Regions from separate parts of the Anser cygnoides genome. Here region 1 is linked to region 2. A link is a contact called in public Hi-C data. All regions are on one chromosome and are shown on one strand. The core of a region is the stretch at or near the end of the contact, and the rest is flanking DNA. Distances in the headings are between cores, read along the strand shown.

Evidence for each region. A called contact is a pair of places that touch in the nucleus more often than the background predicts.
Region 1: a Hi-C map of liver shows a contact between it and region 2, with 10 times the contacts expected there. The contact joins two enhancer-like sites. A contact is called at or near these places in 2 of 7 Hi-C or Micro-C datasets (both in liver).

Annotation. Positions count from the first base shown.
Region 1 is chr12:2,253,207-2,256,193 of Taihu_goose_T2T_genome, reverse strand. The region is part of intron 11 of BANP (BTG3 associated nuclear protein); the gene reads left to right. Among named protein-coding and RNA genes, the nearest start is that of ZNF469, 48 kb to the right of the region's middle. Within about 2 kb of position 1,648, at least 1 of the 3 cell types and tissues checked has open chromatin away from gene starts, as enhancers often do. A contact at or near this core is called in liver, where this site is marked.
Region 2 is chr12:1,891,666-1,894,798 of Taihu_goose_T2T_genome, reverse strand. ZC3H18 (zinc finger CCCH-type containing 18) reads left to right here. Exons shown (of 17, transcript XM_067004258.1): 15 at 271-367; 16 at 2,321-2,417. Among named protein-coding and RNA genes, the nearest start is that of IL17C, 3.9 kb to the right of the region's middle. Within about 2 kb of position 1,743, at least 2 of the 3 cell types and tissues checked have open chromatin away from gene starts, as enhancers often do. A contact at or near this core is called in liver, where this site is marked.

The sequences.
Region 1 (2,987 bases), core at 399-2,898, 360 kb before region 2:
TCTGAGTCTCAGCAGCACTGTCACTATATTTGGATACGTCCTCAGCAGGGAGGAAAGGAGATAAATAATATGCTGGAGTTGGACTGACTGACTCACGGACACCAGAGCTTGTGTGGAGGAGAGGGCCCCGTGAAGTAGGCCGAAGATGGCGTGTGCTTGAAGCTGAGGAGATGCTCAGGGTGGAGGTCGGCTCCTGCACTGGGGGAGGACTGGGAGCCGGAGAGGAAGATGTCTGGAGGCTGGGTGAGCTGGGGCACAAGGAAGGGTGAGGAGGAGCCACAAAGGAGCTGCTCCTGTGGGCTCTGGGCTCGCAGCTTGGCTTGGGCTGGGCAGGTGCTGGCCTAGTGAGTATGGGAGCAGGGGGCTGCGTCTGGGTGTCTGGAGGAGCGGATTGCAGAAGAGGCAATACATAGCTGAGTTTAAAAGAGATGAGAAAGAAATCGTAGTGTCGCGTGTCAGATCCCTGCAGTGTTACACAATTAGAGAAGCGCAAGGGGTGTGCAGATAGGTCATGTTAACAACATGGCTCTTAGTCCGAAGCAGGAGGGGCAGAGGTTCCTACGTAAGAAATAGTCTGAACCAGAAGGCTGATGGGTAAAGATGATTTATGGACTTGATTGAAAATCTTTCCCTACCTCCTCCACACCAAAACAAACAAAAAAGCAACAACAACAAAAACACAAGAAAAAAAAACAACAAAGAAACCATAGGGAGCCCCAGGACTGTAACAGTACAGAGCTGACCTAAGCCTTTGTACGCTTCTTTTACCTCTGTGTAATTGGGAGCGAAGGCCAGGAACCAGTAGGTAGTAGTTGCTAAATAAATTATGCACTGGTACCGTCAGGCAGAGGAGGAGGTTTTGGCCTTAATACAGCCGTGTGAAAAGTTTTTATGATTTGTCTCTGAGAGGCCAGCTGACCATCAGCCACCAACTGGTATTGCCAAATAGAGCAAATGGGTGATATCCCGCTAGAATACAAAGGTTATTTTTTTTGACTGCAGATATATGATTAGCCAATGAAACAGAAAACTCTTAGACATTTTGTTTGCAGACATTATTTCTGGAGTTTTAGCCAAAAGCACAGTGGAACAAAGACCAGAGTTAAATTTAGTACATGTCAACCTGATCAAAAACAACTCTACACAAACAAACCCCGTCCAGATTCAGACACAATGTGGCCTGTAGTTGCCAGAGCTACCACAGAGGATGGGATCTTGCAGAAAGTAGTAAAAGCTATTAATTACAGCAGAAGGCTTGAGGCAACTTATCTCCAGTGTCAGCGTGTGAATTCAGTAGGCCTTTTAGAGACTAGAGATTTTATTTAGAGGTGGGAAACCAGGGGTTTCATTTCTTCTGTTCAAAAACAAGTATTTAAAAAGATGCATTATGGCTGGCCAAGGATTAAAACAAATCTCCAGAGAGCACTAGAAAGTTTACAGTAGACTCAGATCAATGAAAAAAACTTGCACCCCGAGCTGTGTGAGATATTGTAAAGTTGCAGAATAGCAGTGATGAAGCATTGAATATCACCTTTTGACATTTTGTTCAAGGGAATAATGAAAACAAGAATGCCTGCACTGTACAGAAAGTGATGTCAGCATTGGACTGAAGGATAGGAGACTAATGCATTAATAATATTTTTGTTTTTGTCTCATGAAAATGACACTGGGTCTGCGATGGGAAGGAGCAGTTGCAAGCAGCAGGGGTGTCTCATGAGCTTGCTCGGTGCTCGTGCGTGAGAGCCGACCCACGCAGGCACAGTATACAGTAGCAGAAGATAGATGCACCATTCCTGGGAGGGAAAAAAGTGATTTTGCCAGAAAATATTTCAAATAGGCGAGTGCTGGAGGATGAGACTATGAATGTCAAGGCAAGGAACAAGTGAGCAAGCCCCATTACGTTAGCAACACCAGTGCTTCTAGGGAGCCCATCAGGTTCAAGCAGTGGCACATTATACTAACAGAACAATAAATAACTGCTAAATACAAGATTGGCTGTAAATATTTCATGTTGTGTTAAAGTTGTTCTTTAAATCTTTTAATGTGTTTCTACGTTGCTGAGCTCCCCAGGCCAGCAGCAAGGCAGTAGAAGTCCAGCTGCCCCACACACAATGCCAGGTTGATCCAACTCCTTACATTTTCCTCTTCAGCTGCTCTGTTAATTTAAGAGACATAGCAGCTGTGCAGAACAACCTGCATGATCTTGTCACCTTTCCCTTTGAGTGCTCTCTTTGCATCTCATCAGCAGGAGAAAATGATGATTGCCAAGTCCTTACTGCTTTCATTTCTTTCTTCTGAAGGGATAGGTCTGTTGATAAATATTTTCACTTGTTTTGTGTCAATACTATGATACTGTTCTTAGAGTAGCTTCAGACAGCCTTTATCTCTTATATCTTTATGGTGTTGTTTATATATCAATGTTTACAGGGAATTGTCTTCACAGCAGTCTGTGTATTATCGCTAAAGCAGATTGTATTCATTAAGCCTCTTGCAACCACAGAACTGATCAGAATATGAAGTATTTCACAACAGAGTAAACAAAGGCAAGTTTGTGGTCACAAGCATCCGACGTGTTCTCCCAGAGAGGCTGGGAAGCATTGGTTTCACGTTCTTGTCATTGCTGTGGCTTTTAATTCCCATTGCTTGCAGGCTCTTTGGATCAGGCAGGGTGAGGATGGAAGATACCATAAATTTCTCAGCATTTAAACTTGGGGAGCGTGAATCATTTCTTTCTTGGAATAGCTTAAATAGAAAACTAGGATCCAACCTGATGAGAAAAACGTGCAAAACTTTTTTTTTCTTTTTTCCCCCCTGTTTAAATGTTCTTTTTTTTTTCCAGACTATTTTTATCATGAATGCTTTCAGAAATGTAAGAAGCTTCGAGTTGTAACACTTGCAGAATTAGAGCACTGCAAAGAGGTATTTTGTTAGGAAGCTTGTTTTAAGGAACAGTAGAGTTCCAACCAATTAGAAAAGAAAATGGTTTG
Region 2 (3,133 bases), core at 494-2,993:
ACACGCAGCGCGGCGTCGGCCCCGCTGCACGGCCCGGCCGCCAGAGGCTGTCGCTGCTCCCTTGCAGTGGCAGGGGAATTGTGTGGTGGCAGGGGAATTACACGGTGCCGGGGATGGCGGGGACCGGAATGCACCGGGAGTTTAACAGGAGATGCGTTTGCATCAGCGAGCCAGCGCCCCGCGGGCACCCGTCGCAGGAAATAATCTGTTCGCTTCCCTCCCCGGAGGGAAGTGGCCACTCAGCTCCGTTGTCTGCTTAATTCCATTCAGGCAGCTGACAAAGGAAGCAGGAAGAGATACGAGCCGGCAGACAAAGACAGGCCGACCTCTCCAGCAGCCAAACGGGCGAACCTGTCACCCGACAGAGGTGAGACATCGGCCGGCGGGGTGGGGTTTTGGCCCCGGCGGGGTTCCTGCCCTGCCACCGGGGGCAGCCCTCGAGCACCCCGGGTCGGGTGGCAAACGTCCCCTAAAAGTCTCCGCTGCAGGAGCCCCCTTGCTGGAGGGGTTTGCTGCAAGCAAAGCCTTGGAGTGAGCGATCGCCACCGGATCCACGGGCGTCTCAGCCATCGTGCTGCGAAACCGTGGTGGCGATGAGACGCTGCGGGCTGGCTGTGAAGTAAGCGAGGTGAGGTCAGCCCCGGGCAGGCCGAGCCTGGCTGTGCCTAGCTGTCTTGTGGTGCGCCTTGCCAGCGCCGCGGCTCCGCCGTGTCTGTGCACCTCCACTGCAAAAAAAAACAAAAAAGAAACAAAACAAAAAAAAAAAAACAGAGAAGCCCTCGCTTTGAAGTCACGGCGCTCTCACCTCCACCTCAGGTACGCATCCGTCCTTCCCAGGAAGGCCGCCCCGTCTCTTGTCGTGGCACTGGATGCGGCTGTTGAATTCACAGGGGCTTCGCCTCGTGTTCCTGTGTATCGCAGCGGGATCTCAGGCTCCTGATAAGGCTTCTGGCAGTGCTTAGAAAGGGAGCACGGGCTGCCAAGGCTCCAGGATGGGTGCAGTACTTGGCTAGGTCATCCAGCCTGCGAAATGAGCCGATTTCCCCACTTGCGTGTGACACAATCTGATCTGCCCTGTGTGATTAGAAAGGCGCAGGCTTTCCAAGTGTTCTCCTGTGTCCGGGTCCTCAGCAGTAGTTATTAGCACTTGGAAAACCAAGCCAGCACGCTGCGCTGAGAGGGCCCTGAACGTGATGCTCCAGCCTCTGCTGTCACAGCTGAAAAACAAGGGGGGGGGGGAAGCCGATGGCCAGAGGTGCCTCTGTTTTTGGCATCCCGTGCCAGCATCGCCACGTGATGTTGTTTTCCCTGTTGTCTCGGCTGTAGGTGTATCTTGTTGACTCTGGGTGCTCGCCAGAAAAAATTCTGCTTGCATTCAACCACTGCAGCATTGGAGAGGAACTGGGTGAGGTTGAAGTTCACTGGGACCTAGTTCGCAACTGCTGCTGGGCTGCAGACAATCGAACGGGTTGATCTAGCAAACGGTGCTCATTTTATAGATGTAGCTGTAATTACACACTTGATTTGTTGTCTGTATACTATAAAACACTTCTAAACAGTGGCAAATGGGACACGAGCCCCAGCAGCAATTCGGCCTCACCTCGCAGCGGCGAGAGTACGCTCGATGGAATTGGGACCGAGCAAGAGGCACCAGCCTGTGCTCAAGAACCGCCGCACAGAGCTGCCGGTGTCCGTGCTGAGTCTCACGTCCCTCTTCTGTAACCTTGCTGCGATCAAATCTGCAGCGCTGCCCGTCTCGCGGTGTCGAGAGCAGAGCACTGACCTAACGAACGCGGGCAGCGGGCGGTGCGCTGGGCCATTGGGCACCTTTGCTCTCCGGAGCAGTGATGAAAGCGAGATCAGCACCCCGGGAATTACTGTCCTGGTAGCAGGGCGTGCGGCTTGGCTGGTGCTCGGGGCTCAGGACAGCCCCGGGGGCACGCAGGCTGCCTTCCAGGTGTAGCTCCCGCTCCATGCTCCGGGATATCAGCGGCTGGAAACCCGTTGCAGCTAAGCAGGGCCCCCCGCTGCCTTCTCACCGCCCACGAGCCCGCACGGCTCTGATGCGGCAGCTCCCTCCAGCCTCTGCTGAACGAACTCGGGGTGACGCCGGCTCCAGGAGCAGGCTGAGCTGTGCTCACGCAGCGCTTGTTAAGCGAAGTGCACCCTGTCAGCTGCCTTGGGTGCCTTCGTGCCCGCAAACTGCATCAGCTGCCCACAGATAATGGAGCACCCGCGTGGTCCGCGCCGAGGCGGCACGGTGGGCAGGTAACGACCTCGGTGACGAGCAAGAACATCTCACCTTTTATTTCCCCGGTAGGCTCTCGTGACAGGAAGGCAGCCGGGAGAGCCTCTTCACCCAAGCAGGAGCGGCAGAGGGGCCAGAACACGAAACCATCTCCTGCGCAGGCAGACAGGTCAGTGCGCGCTTGCGCTCCTGGGGGTCTCAGGGACAAAGCTGGGGCAGCAGAGCCGAAGCGGAGGCCCTCATCCCCCTAAAGTAACAGCCCTGCGGAGAAGAGCAGAGCCCTGTGCCCTCCTTCAGCCTTTCCTGGGTGGGCTGAGGCTCTCACGGGGAAGGTGAGCGCTTCTGATGACCTACACGTGCCGGAGAAGCGCTCGTGCTGCTTCCCGTTTCCCCAGTTGTTCGCTTCCTCCTCTTGGGGCAGCTTTGAGACTCTGACCGGAGAGTTTCCAGTTGCCGTGGAGGCGCAGGGAGAGGAAGGACGCGAAGCTCCTTGGCCGGGAGCCAGAGGCGCTCAGGGGTTCGCGCAGGAGCCACCGCTGAGCTGTTCCTGCTCAGGAAGGAGCCGGCGCCCCGGGGGGGGTTTCCTGAGGTCGGTTCCGGCAAGCGGAGCCAAGTGGGTTAGGTGCGAGCGTGTGGTGCTAGGGAGAGGGAAACTGCAGCCCCTGCTGCCCAGCTCCCCCTGCCTCGGGTGCCCAGTTCCCTTCCTTCGTACCCTGAGCTGCTCAGCGTGCTGCTGACGTTGAAACGTGGCCCCCGCGTGCCTCTAGGCGGTGCCTGGCGCTGCCTTCGTGCCTCCCGTCCCCCCTGGTGCCAGCTGACCAGCTCACGGCCCATTTCTTGGCAGCCTGCGCCTGCTGCCGGTGCTGGGAACGTCCCATTGCAGAA